Regions from separate parts of the Anas platyrhynchos genome. Here region 1 is linked to region 2. The links are chromatin contacts, called in public Hi-C maps. All regions are on one chromosome and are shown on one strand. Each heading gives the region's core, a stretch centred on a gene start, on an enhancer-like site or on the middle of the called end of the contact. The rest is flanking DNA. Distances are from core to core; before and after follow the strand shown. Region 1 has its middle 230 kb from the start of TRNAM-CAU. Region 2 has its middle 75 kb from the start of TRNAS-GCU.

The links. A called contact is a pair of places that touch in the nucleus more often than the background predicts.
Region 1: a contact with region 2 is called in a Hi-C map of subcutaneous adipose tissue, with 2.4 times the contacts expected there. The contact joins two enhancer-like sites. A contact is called at or near these places in 2 of 8 Hi-C or Micro-C datasets (skeletal muscle and subcutaneous adipose tissue).

The regions. Positions count from the first base shown.
Region 1 is chr3:41,614,753-41,620,909 of IASCAAS_PekinDuck_T2T, forward strand. No RefSeq gene overlaps it. Among named protein-coding and RNA genes, the nearest start is that of TRNAM-CAU, 230 kb to the right of the region's middle. Within about 2 kb of position 3,034, at least 2 of the 8 cell types and tissues checked have an H3K27ac peak or open chromatin away from gene starts, as enhancers often do. A contact at or near this core is called in subcutaneous adipose tissue, where this site is marked.
Region 2 is chr3:41,270,567-41,277,186 of IASCAAS_PekinDuck_T2T, forward strand. No RefSeq gene overlaps it. Among named protein-coding and RNA genes, the nearest start is that of TRNAS-GCU, 75 kb to the left of the region's middle. Within about 2 kb of position 5,340, at least 1 of the 8 cell types and tissues checked has an H3K27ac peak or open chromatin away from gene starts, as enhancers often do. A contact at or near this core is called in subcutaneous adipose tissue, where this site is marked.

The DNA of each region.
Region 1 (6,157 bases), core at 1,784-4,283, 340 kb after region 2:
CCATTTAGTCTAACAAAAGAACTGGCTTGAATCCTGGACCAGAATTCACATACACATTAATTTATGTTTCTGGCATTCAGATATGATTAACTCTTCTTCTGTTCATTTTAGACAGATTCCTCCTTTGAGAATGGCTGAAAAAAAATGCTTTAATGCTCAGTTCTAAGTCAGGCAAAATTTGAAACACATGCCTCTCTTCAGCATGTCCTACCGGAAAGCGTAAATGACTCTTTCCCCTGTACCTCGGTATTGTCAAACCTTATTCTGACATGTGTAGTTCTGTGTCTGCACTACAAACACTGGATTTAACTTTTTGGATTCTATCTTGTAGGAGACACCTAGGCACAAGGTGACAGGATGTTTTGCTCCTTGTGCAGATCTATTCTTTACCACAGAAATCTGTGGTAAATCAGACAAACTCTGCTGTGCCTGAAAGCCAAAAAAAAACCTTCACAACCCTGCACAGCTGGAGAAGAGATGATCACATGCTGCTACTCATTGCTCTGAGGATAATCAAGACTGAACTTCTCACAAAATATGTCTAATTGCATGAATATACCTATCTAATTTTCAAAATAAAGATGCCCCAGTCTCAGAAAGAGTAGTGTTCAGACAGCATTATTTTTTTGTAGCTACTAAGAGCTCAAGACAGCTCAGATGGACAAGGAAATTCATGTACCGGCCTTCATCTTTCCCACTCGTTCTGTCACATTCTAGCTGGATTGCCTTCCCACATGAATTATCACACTCAGGTCCCTGAGGGAAACTATTCCCTCTCTGAAAGTACTAAGATAACTAGTGTAAGTCTCAACATCTACTGAAGGAACAAGGAAGTCCCAGAGATGATGCACCTCACCCAGGGTAAAGGTATGAGAGGTAGGATTGTATTTGAGCTGGGCTGGCAAACTGACTGAACATGGGCTTCTTGAACTCTGCTCCCGTTAATAGCCAGCACAAAACACTAGTTTTTCCTTTTTTAAGCTACTTCTGTATGCTTCAGCAGTATGCCCCACAAAGTAGGGCTCACAGGCAAACGTGTTTCTAGAACATACAGTCATGTTATAGAAAGCATTGTTTTCTTCATTGCATGGTTTCCTGAGTTACTTTGCCCTGTGAAATCCAGCACAAACAAAAAGAACCTGGAACTTCAGAGTTTTTCCTGAGAGTTTGGGTGCCAGCTGTTACTTGTGTTCCTGTATGTATATCTACAGTGATATTCAAGATTACAGAGAGGATCAAAGCTATGACTCCACCAGTGGAAAACAGCTGACAGGGTACTGGGGCTGTTCCAATTCCTTTCTAAATAACACCACTCACCTCTTCTGAGACCTTTATTGATGTCCTGTGCCCTCCAAGACCAATTTGTTCCCACATCTCATATGCTGAAGATGTAGAAGCTCTAGAGAAGCCCCCCACACCTGCTCTGTACAGTGTCTGGGACTGCATGGCTCTATTACAATGCAAGTGCTAATTAACAGCCCAAGCAGGCTTTGTGCAATGGTTGCCAAGCCAAGTTCTCTGCCTTGTACTGAATTGTTTGCCCTGCTTAACGTTTTAAGTCTTTAAGTTCATCATTTACTGTAATGTAAAGTTATATCACAGAAATTTTGGAGTGACTCCCCTCCACAAGTTACTTTCAAACAATAACAAGCCATCACATACTTGTTCCTATGCTCTGAGGAGCTTTGAACTTTAATAAATTAATCCTATTTAAAAGTAACTTAATGCTGCCTTAACTACATCATTGCATGAAGTGTCAATTTGACATCCTCCGTTACATGCGTTCATTGCAACTTTCACATACTGGAAATTAAGAACATTTACACTTGCAACTGGTGTTAAATAAATGCCAATAGAACTCCTTGGAGATTAAGCAATTAGAATAGATTATGTAGCACAAGAAAATTTGTGAATAACACAGTGTTTTGTTATTAAATGACTACCTTCATGAAATAAGATTTTTTAAAAAACTTGCATGTTTAATACTGTAGTTAAGTTTTTAAAAGTGGTCTAGAAAAAAATACACATGTGTACACATGGGTTATTTGCATGGTTGGTGACAATACAGACTTTAATCCTTTTGTATCTTGTACTTCATTCAAGGTACATGAAAGCTTTAAATACATGTAGAATAGTATGCAAGCAATAGTCTAAGTGTAAATACTTAACACACTCAAGCTCCTTGCATGTGAGAGCATGTATCTTATTTATTTGAGTGCACCATGCACACACACACCTAAAGTAAACTGAAAATAACTACCATCATTTGCCCTGCAATGTGTATTGCCAGTACTCACCGAAATGATTGGTTATATACCAAAATTAAAGGAGTGGGCAGGCTGGGAAGAAATGGACAATTAATTTTATGTCTTGAAGTTCAAGGTTAAAGTGAGCTCAATTCACTAATGCTAAAACTTCATAAGCAGTGTAGAGAAAAAGGGGGCACATTACCTAGATAAAGTTGTGTGCCTAGAACATGGAATTCAACATAAACATATAAAAGGCAGGAGGAAAACAAACAAAAAAAAAAGTAGGTTTGGGAACAGAGTGCAGTTTGGAGTCACACCCTGAGTTCTAAAGTCAGCAGAAGTACAAAAACCCATGCTGACACCCACATGGGGGTCATCCCCCCCCCACAGCCTCCACCGTACCAAAACCAACCCCTGCTCACCGAGGTCACCACCAAAGCCACACACACTCCATACAAAGCAGCTCATTGTAACCAAAAGCTTCCTAGAGCTAGTTGGTGCTGGGATACAATGAAGGTGGTGTAAGACGTGAACTAGTTGAGGCGGCATTTATTTCACAGGAAAAGAGGGGATCTTATTTGTAAGGGAGCAGGATTTAAGTGTCAGGCATTTAAAAAAAAAATAAAAATAGGAACAACAACGACAAAAATCACAACGTAAAACAGCTGCGGGGAAGTTGTTTTTCCACTTGATGCAGCCTGTAGAGATTGTTTAAAAGGTACGCCTGTGGCTCTGAAGTCACCAGCTGCAAGAAATCCCAATCTCAGAGTGCCAGCGCCACCTTCCTGCCAAGGATTCAGTCGCAGGCTCTGAAAACGGAGGCGCACACCAAGGGCTGCTAGCGTTTGCTCAAGTCCAAAGCCGCACGGCTTTCTGGCTAGATAAGACACCGGTGTGCTCCGGGAGGCTGATGCTGATGGTCCCACTGCCCTGACCGCCTGTCCCCAGACTTCCCCAAGCGTCCCGCACTGCAGCGCCGGGAGGAGATGGTCAGATCTCCTCCTGTCACCGCAGCACGCTCATGATTCTGCTCCCCTCAGCGAGCAACCAGCAAAAAGCTCTTCCAAGGAAAAGAGTTTAAAACTCACAGGAAGACACTGGAAATTAAATTTAACCCAGCCTCCTTCTAGAAGCTGTATTTTTTTTTTTTTCCTTAATGTTAGAAGACAGCCTTTCTGCTGAGGAAAAAAAAAAAAAGTTTAATTGTTTTCTTGGGTGTAAAGACTTCTCTCAGTAATTTGCTAAGCCAGGGAAAAAAAAGTTTCTCCCATACAAGTACTTTTTCCAAAGGAAAACATTACTGCAGCAAGACTTTAAAAAACAAACAAGATGTTAGTGGGTGTTATAAAGATTACCTAAAAGTAACATTTAGGTCTAGTAAAATGTCATATTTCGGGGACTTAAATATTTATATTCCTCACCACTCAGAACCAGGAATTCAATGCACCTTTAAATCAGCAAGGGAAAGACTAAAACAGCCACCAGCTCCCTGGAAGAGAGGCTAAGTTCCTGGCTGATGAAACCTGCAAGCCACTAAGGAGCTCCACAGACAGGAGCCCAATAGGAAACCCATCTCTTCTTCCTGTGTTGAAAGGCCCACAGCTACAATTGGCAATATCGTCTGCGTGAAAGGAACCAGCAACACAAAAACTGCATCTCAAAGAATTTTGGAGTTATGAAGTGTGCCAGAATGGGTGTGCTTAAAGCTACAATGTACTGTTTAGGTATAGACATGGTGCAGAACTGACATCAGCAGAGGAACTGATTCTTTTTTACGGTCTCAAAGTGCAGTAAATATGACATGAAAAGACATATACTACTCCAGTCAAGTATATTCTGAGCTTCTCCAGTTTATTCCTCTAAAGCAACTGCCACCAAGGGCTTCTCTCGATGCTACCTACAACAGAAAAATAAATCTACCCCTCTGAACCATTTTAGGTGCTTGAATCATTTACTCCATATACCACAAGCATAATTTCACTTCAGTAACCAGATAGTACAAGTAATGGCCTACACATTTTTATGTCTCCTTTTCCTCAGTTTCTACCTCAGATGGATGTGGAAACAAAGTCCCACAGCAAATCATGACATATTTCTGTTCAAGTGTAACTTCAATACTAAAACATTCCAAAGCAATGAGTTTCTTCTTTAATACAGTTTTGTAGACAGCAGTGCATCAGATGATTCAGATAAAAAAAAAAAAAAAGGAAAGGCCCTTGAACATTTCAAGACTTGCTCTCCCCTGCAATCCTCAGGTTAGAAGTGGAATAGCAACTACTGCAAAAGGATGTGACCTTTTAATCGCATCCAGGAATCTGGCACTTGCCTGTCCTCACTACATGGATTAAAGACATGTGACGAGTGAGGAAGAGATGAAGTAGAATTAAAGGGCAGTACATGCCTAGGTTACCCATCTCTGTGAATATGCACAAAACCAGATTTATCAGAGCAAAGAAAGGAGTTTGGATTGTACTTCATAGCAGAGTAGACTGCATGTGGTATTAAAATCTCTCACCTATTTACCCATCCATACACTATGAATTTTAGCTACTTCATTGCTGAAGCTATTAGTGAGCTGTCTACCTTCTGATCTTGAAACACACTGAAATTAAAGCCAGATCACCAGCATTACAGATTTTTGTATGTAAAAATGTATAGACACACACACTTGCAATGAGTATTTAGATAAAGGGAAGAAAAAATGCAAATGAAGAAATAAAAAGACAAAGATAAAGGAACTTTGGATGGAGACAGAAAACACACAAATATAACAGCATGAGAATTTGTCAAATAATAATAATAAAGTATTTTAAACTTGCAAGTTTTGAAAATTTCAATTATTTACGCTCAAGTTCGAAATACTGTACTTCACATTGCTTGCCTTGATCTGAGGGGCATTCAGTCTGAATACATTTAGCTGCTTAAAAAGCAGCAGCAGCAGCTTGAGCTCTGAAGTGAGTGTGTACGTGTGTGCCCTCATGGGGGCTACTCAGCAACTGCATGCCCCATGAGCTCTGCTTGCACAGCACAGTCAAGGAGCAGTCACACCAGGATGGATGGCTGAAGTACATTCACACAGTATGAACTGGAATGTCACAGCCAGCACTCCTGAAGGAGCGGTAGGGTGCAGGGAAAAGGCGCTGACATGCCTTGCACCCAAATCCTGCTGTTTCTCCCTGCTTAGATCCCCAAATCACCCCTTCTATCACTTTGGGAAGCTCCTTCTCCCTACCCAGTGGATGGCTCCAATAGCTAAAGCTGAAGCCTCCTGCAACCCTACCCATTTCCTGTCAGGAGTGTTCCTACATACATATAAATGTATAATATGTATATATATATTTAATATCAATTACAGGGAAGACAGGGCAGTCTTTCAAATGTCAACATATTGTACAAACAGGAAGTGGCACTGCAGCAACAGGTCATTAAAGAAGTCTGCAGACCAACCAAGAGTCAGGAAAGTCATCTGAAAAAAATGACAGAAAAAAAAAAAAAATCAGGCCTTTCTCACCACAGTTGGCAGATCCTAAATCTCACAGTTTCATACCCTCACAGGAGAGAGAGACGTGTTTCATGAAATTCATGAAACTACCAGAGTAAGCAGCTTTATAAATAATCACATATTTTCACCATACCTTTTCCTATGACACCCTATCACTTAATTGCCTCTACTATTTTGCTCCCTCCTTGATACACACAAAAATCCTATGGAGGGTGGGGAGTGGTTGGGGTCTGAAGAGAGTCTGGTCAGAAAGCAGTTTCACATATTCTCCTATTTGTTGGAAGCCTTTCCATTGAAAAGACATCCTGAAATCACCATCCTGCTTTCCTCTCCTTGAAGGCTTTAATTCCTTCCCCCTCCCTGCCTTGCACCTTGAAATGACGTTACAAGGAGAATCAGGACTGAT
Region 2 (6,620 bases), core at 4,090-6,589:
ACAGAAATTTTCTGTGTTGTTAGGTGTATTGCTGTGTAGCTATTGGTGTCTTATCAGCATGAACTGAAGGGGGGGGTGCCTTCTTCTGTAGATGAGATTTTTTTTCTTCTGTAGATGAGATTTGTAGCAGAGGGACTTTCCTGAACTTAACTGTCTTTTTGGTAATGTTAATACCCCTTAAAGCAGATAATTTGGATGACTCACCAGCAGGACTTTGGAACTACCTTGGACTAACTGGTAGTCAGAGCAGATTGTTACTCCATGTAAACAAATACAAGGGTGGACTGAAATCTAAACCATGCTGGTCAGCTCCACCAATATTCATGGAAGTAAAAACAAGGGGGAATGCCTGTGTTCAGGGACCCACTTAAGGCTGTGGAGGAGAGTAGGCTTCATACAGAAAGGCCAAACTCTTTTGCACAAGATTTCTTTCGTCTTTAAACTACCTTATTCTTAACTTGCTATTAATTTTGTGTCAGTCCCTGTAGCCACCAGCCTGTTGGTTAGCCTGGCTGCTGGGCTCCTTGTCCAACTTATCTCCTTCTATCTCATCTCTGCCTGCTCTCAGATCACAGGTTCCTTCCTGGATTTCTTGTTCAGTTGAGTGAGTCCTTTCAATAAATGCACTGTCTAGCAAGATCCAGTGCTGCCTGTTCCTTCCCTTGCTCCACAGCTGATGTGTATTGGCTCAGTTATAATCCCCAGTGTCTTGTATTCATGACCACCTTCCCTTTACTTTCTTTTCTGCCAGTCTTTAGATTGTGCTCATTCCCTCCCAGTCTTTACCAGTGGACTACTCTGATATGCTAAAACCCTCAAAACATCCGTTCTCCAGACCAGAATGTCCTAGTGCTTTGGTCATGTCCTGCTGTCCTCCCTCAGAAACCCCTATTTTAATTTCAAAGGAATATTCTTCAAGCATATTAAAATTCCTCAGGGATGCACTGGTTTACCAACAACAGACGAGGTCCATGCTTTGTTTTCCAACCAAGGGGAACTAAGAGCTATTATGCTAAGAAATAATAATAAAAAAATCTGGGTTCATCTGTTTCTTCTCAAGGTGGAATTAATTCAGATATTCTGTGGCAAAACTTGTAAATGTATCATGCGTGTTAAAATTTCCTGTTTTGAATGGTATACACAAAACTTGAACTCATGAGGTGTAGTTTGCTAAACAAAGAGGTACAAGGAAATGTTAACCACTAAAATATCTCTAGGTACAAGTGGAGACCTTATTTTTCATTTGCAAAAGCTCAACCTGGCAAAATTTAGGTAGATGTACCCATGAATCACAAAGGCCAATTGTTGATGCAAAAGTTTCTCATGTAAAATTTAACATTTTTACTCCAAGGTCTAGGTCTTTAAAGATTCTTAAAGAAATGGTTGATAGAATTTGAATTTTGCAAAATAGATTTATTTTTAGTGTGTCATTCATAGAAGTAGCTGAACTGTTGACTTCATTTTTCTTTCTTCTCACTTTCCCCCACCACTTAGTCAAACATATGACATGGAAAAACTTCATCTTGTTAGTCTTACAAAATTATAAATTTGCTTTCAATTTATTATGAAGAAAAGTCTCTGGGTTACAACTAAAGGTAGGACTATGTTCTCCACTGTTGTAAAGCTGTCTGATCTTCCAAGATAAATAAAACTAGAAAGAGGATACAAACCAAAGAACTAAAATGTGCATGCCCATTTCCTGCTTTTGGTTACTGATGGGATGGGTGGACAGAGGTCTGTGTGTGTGTGACTTGGCCCTCACAAGTTCTTGAAAGTAATTGCCTCCTGAGGCTAGCTTTTTCTTTTCCCAAAAATAATTAACAAATTCTGAGGTTTGTACTTTTCAGAGACTGCTTTATTCTGAAAGTTTTATTCAAGTTCCTTAATTTTTTCTCATGAAATGATGATACATGTCTCTTATTGGCCTTTGGCTGAGTAACCAACAAACTACTGATGACTTTAAAGGTGGTTCCTTGGACAACTTCAGGATCGAAAAAGTGGAGATATCCTGGCAGGTCACTAAAGTTTTTGGTGGCATTTGTGCAATGGACTGTTTTTCACTGCTGTGCAAGATTCAAGTAGACAGTACTGGAAAACAACAATTCAAATGTCTAAACTTGTTGTATTTCTTTTCCCCAGAGAGCCTGTCTTATATCTGAAGTTCTGAAAACTGTAGAGCTCTACTGTCAAGAGATTTCATGGCACATGATCTCTCAGAGTTCAGAATTAAGTTTTATTGTGAATGACACTTTCAGAAAATAAGAAAATAGATTATATTTTATAATATCTGGTGTTTCAGGCCTTTTTTCTCTTCACACTGTTTCCTTTGGTGTTGGTTAACTTAACTAGATTTCTAGAAAGTTAGGAACGTGTTTCCGGGAAGTGCTCAAGGAAAACTGATAATAGTAAGTTCAAGCATAACCAACAGCTATTTGAAATATTCCTCACTAATCACTGTTAAGTTGCCATTCTTAGGCCTGTGGATATTGATTCTTCAGAGACAGATTATAGAAATGGATTGGCTGTCAGCCGTTTGTGACCCTTTCCATTATTCAGAATAAAGAAAAGGAAAAAGACAATCAAGCTGAAGTCTTTTGGGATGAAAGGACAAGAGAAGACACTACAGCTGAAGTCTTTGGGGAGTACAAGGTTACTGTTATGGTCTTGCTGTAATTGGCCACAGTTGAGAAATGCCATGTGTAAACATCACAATCCATAAGTTTACATTAGCAGCCATGTTTTCTTATCCTGGATCTAAGTTCGACAGACGTTGCAGGGTCTGGGCTGATACATTGCTAACTAGACTGTGGTCTGTGAAATTGAGATGGCCTTAGTTCAGTTACAAATCCCAAGTGAAGGGGCGATTTGATGGTGTGGAATGGAGGGTAGCAAACCTGTGGCCTCTTGGGCAGAAGTGTTTGTGCTGGTGTGTTACCTTACTGGTACTTGCTTCCAGTGCTCATAAGCCTTACTTTTTTTTTTTTTTTTTTTTTTTTTTTTTTATCAGCTTGCTTTTATACTTTCCCACTTATTGAGATGCCTTTCTGAAAACCACTACATTCAAACAGAGTAAGTTACAAGAATATTTGTAATTATTCCCTCAGAGCCATTGCACAGCAAGGGCAATAACAGCTATTTCTATTAATACGGGGGAGTTTCCCCAAGGCAGCTATTCATACCTCCGCACAAATGTTTTTAGAAAGTCCTGCACAGTCCCTTTTTATATTGCAGTAAAAGTTTGTGGTTTAAACCTCTTAGAGGATGCTTATATATAACTAGACTGAAAATCCCCTTATGTGAATGCTGTTAGTGGCCAGACAGGTTCTTCGTATTTTTATTGTAAGGTTGGAGAACTACAATGAGGTGCTATTTGGCAAAGATGCTTGTTAAGAAAAAGGTTTATAACGTGCTATGTAATCCATTCAGAAGCAATGCTTCCCTAAATGTCTTCTCTAGATCTAGGAGTAAGTCTGTTTAAACAGCTTATTCAGTCTCATGCTACACAAGTATGATTACTTAAGTCGAATTCATGAGCTGTTGAACCTAGGTACTACTTTGTTTCAGTGCATAATCAAGGAATGAACTGCTTGTTCTAGATTAGCCCAACTGAGTTTTGTCTGATAGACCAAAGATAATCCTTGGGAGTAAAGTTTTGATTATTTTGTGAACTGACTCCACAAGAGATAAAACTGGTACTAATCCTAGTTCTTTTAATGATTGTTACAAAATGTTCCTTTGATTTCAGCAAATGTGAACTGAGTATTTTTCTCAATGCAGAGGATACACATTGCCATATATGTAGGATAGGCTTTTTTGGTGGTAAAGGTAAGGAGGTCAAGAAGACTCATCTGAGGAACATCAGTCAAGACCAGGACAGTAGAAACTTGTGTTCTAGTTGCAGCTTTGCTCCTGACAGTGAGTGATCTTGGTGAAATGCTTCAACTCTTGTCCCTTTCCTGTCTTTTAGATGGCTTGTATATGTTGGCCTTGTCTCGAAGATTAAAATGTGTGAAAAGGTTGTAAGAAAAATCTGCAAACTAAGTGGAAAAAAAAAAACAAACCCTAAATATGTTTTAGTTTCTACCTACCTAATCTCCATTTGCTTAATGTTTGTTCTCTCTTCTTATCCCCTCTCACTTCAGTCTAACGTACTAGCAGAGGGGGCAAGCTGAGCTGAAGCCTAGGGATTGCCCATTGCATTGCTACACCTTTCCTCTGAAGAACGAAAGTTGTCCTGAGGTTTATGCAGTTAATCTCCTGGGCCTATGCATCAGTCTGCTCTCTAAAGTAAAAGTTGGGTGAACTTGCAAAGATTTCAGGAGCAGGATCACTGGGTCTGTTAGGGTCAGCAAAAATAATCTGAGCCAAAAATGAAGTCCAGTTCAGTTGCATTACACTCTTGATCTTGGCTACACTTGCTTCCTTGGGCTGTATCTAGTTTCCTTGCGTCCTGTCTCCTTGTGAGAGGTGAATGGCAGGCGCGGTTTGGATAGTGTTGCCAGATCTAATTCCAGATTATCTGAGCAATTTTGTATGTTATAGAAACGTGGGCCAGAGGAACTAAAGGAATGGTAGCATTCCATGTGCCAATGGCAATCGTTTAGTTGTTAAAAGTGGATGTATCTGTACTCTTGTCTCTGTGCCTTCTTGAGGAACAAGAAGGCTGCCCAAACTACTGTAGGGCTGCCTATCAGCAAGTAGTAGGTGTCTGAAAATATCTTTTTCACGGAATACTTAAAAATAACAATTGCTGTTCATTTATTTATTTATTTATTTTTCAGTTATTGGAATGTATTCGCTACGTTTATCCAAAGATGATTGCTACTGGGCTTTGAATCAACATAAAACTACAAACCGTTTTATTTTGCTGAAAATGGCATTTTCTTAAGTTTCTACACCTGTTAAAATTAAGGTAGCTTAATTAGCCTTTTGATACTAGATTTTACTCTAGGATTGCTCAGTTTGCATGGATGTGTGGGGGGTTATTTGGATTATTTGCAACAGTAAGACGTGAGGTTTTTGAGTCTATTCCATTTTTAATTTTTATATAAGCCCCTCAAAAACCCATAGCAGCGAACTCCCATCTCATGTTTTCCACTCAGAATATTCCTAGCATTGTATATTCTCCATTATAAGCTGTTTATTGTGAGATCAGGCACAATCTTTACTCTTTGCAAGGTACGTAATTAGCATATCAGAATGCTAACACTGTAAAACATTGCACAGTGATAGAAAGAGCAGTAGGAAAATTTATATAGATTTTCACTTAATATGCCTCACTAGAGGTCTTGGCAGCTTCTGTTAGCCTTTCATAGCAACAGCAGTGAGAGAGCATTTGGCTCTAGCAGTGATATGATCTCACTACGTAGGACGGAAATATGGAGTGAAGAGACAAAACACCCTGTACTAATTTTAGGTTCCATTTCAATCTTACATGTCTTTAAATTCATCTTCGCAGTGTCCTAGATTGGGTTGAATCTCTTCAATACTATCTCATTTGAACAGATCCCCTGTGAACAGCACAGCTTCTTGGTGCTTCTTTGTTTCCTGTTTGGTAGTGGAACGCTTTTATATTTACTTCGGTACTTTCCTCTTGCTGTCTTTTTGCATCAGTATCAGCCAGAGCAGAGTATTGCCTAGACCTTGCATGTTCAAGCTGCCAATGTCTAGATGGTTTGCATGGGTCCCTCTCTAGTGTTTTAATCCTTTTTTTTTTTTTTTTTTTGTTATTTTAAATTAGGAATTCACAAATTGTACACTCTTAAAATGCTATTGATTTAAATTAATAATTCAGTCATATCCTTTTTTATCTCAAGTCACTTCCAGATGATCCACATGAAGCATTTTTTCTGTAGCATATTTTGTTTTAGTAGTGGGTTGAAATTCTGGGTCACCTTTTTACCAGAGCCGTACCCAAAGCTGATCTAGCACCTCTGTGCTGCCCTGGTAGCTCCAAGCTGACTGATTTCCCTAGCTGGTGACTCTGGGGACTCTGCAGCTGATGCTTGCTCTGCATAGCTGTCTTTCCCCATGAACAGTAAGCTGCAGCTGCTCATAGAGCAGCCTGACAGGACCAGCTACCAAACCTAAAACTAGGGTAGCTTTGTGGCTGCTCGGATGCTCACCCAAGACTTGTGCTTCTCATAGTCTGTCTGAAGCCTAAATATATTAGAAGCCCTGTTTTAAAAAAAAAGGAAGCCGTGTGTGTAGCTTTGTGTGTGTGCGAATAGGGACAACCATAAATTTTTCACTGCAGCAATCCACAGGTGGTTTGGATTACTTGTGTATAATCTGAGCTGTTAGAGTTATACAAGAAATATCTCCCTCTCATTCTCTACAGCATAAGCCAAACATAAAAGGTAGATTTTCAGAAAGACTTGGGATGTTAGGCACATAAATCCCATCGAATTTTAAGGGAATTTAGGGTATTATTTGGTCTCTCTTGAAAAATTAATTCTAAGTCTGTGCAGGATTAGAGGAAACTCCCACTGTGAACAAAATTTTTCTCAATAATGCACACCTTTTCCTGAAACTCCTAGCCACTGTTACAGTGTTCAAAATATCACTTCATGCCTGAGGAGTCTGGCAGGAATCTTTTAAAGTTCCCCTCACTTCAGTAG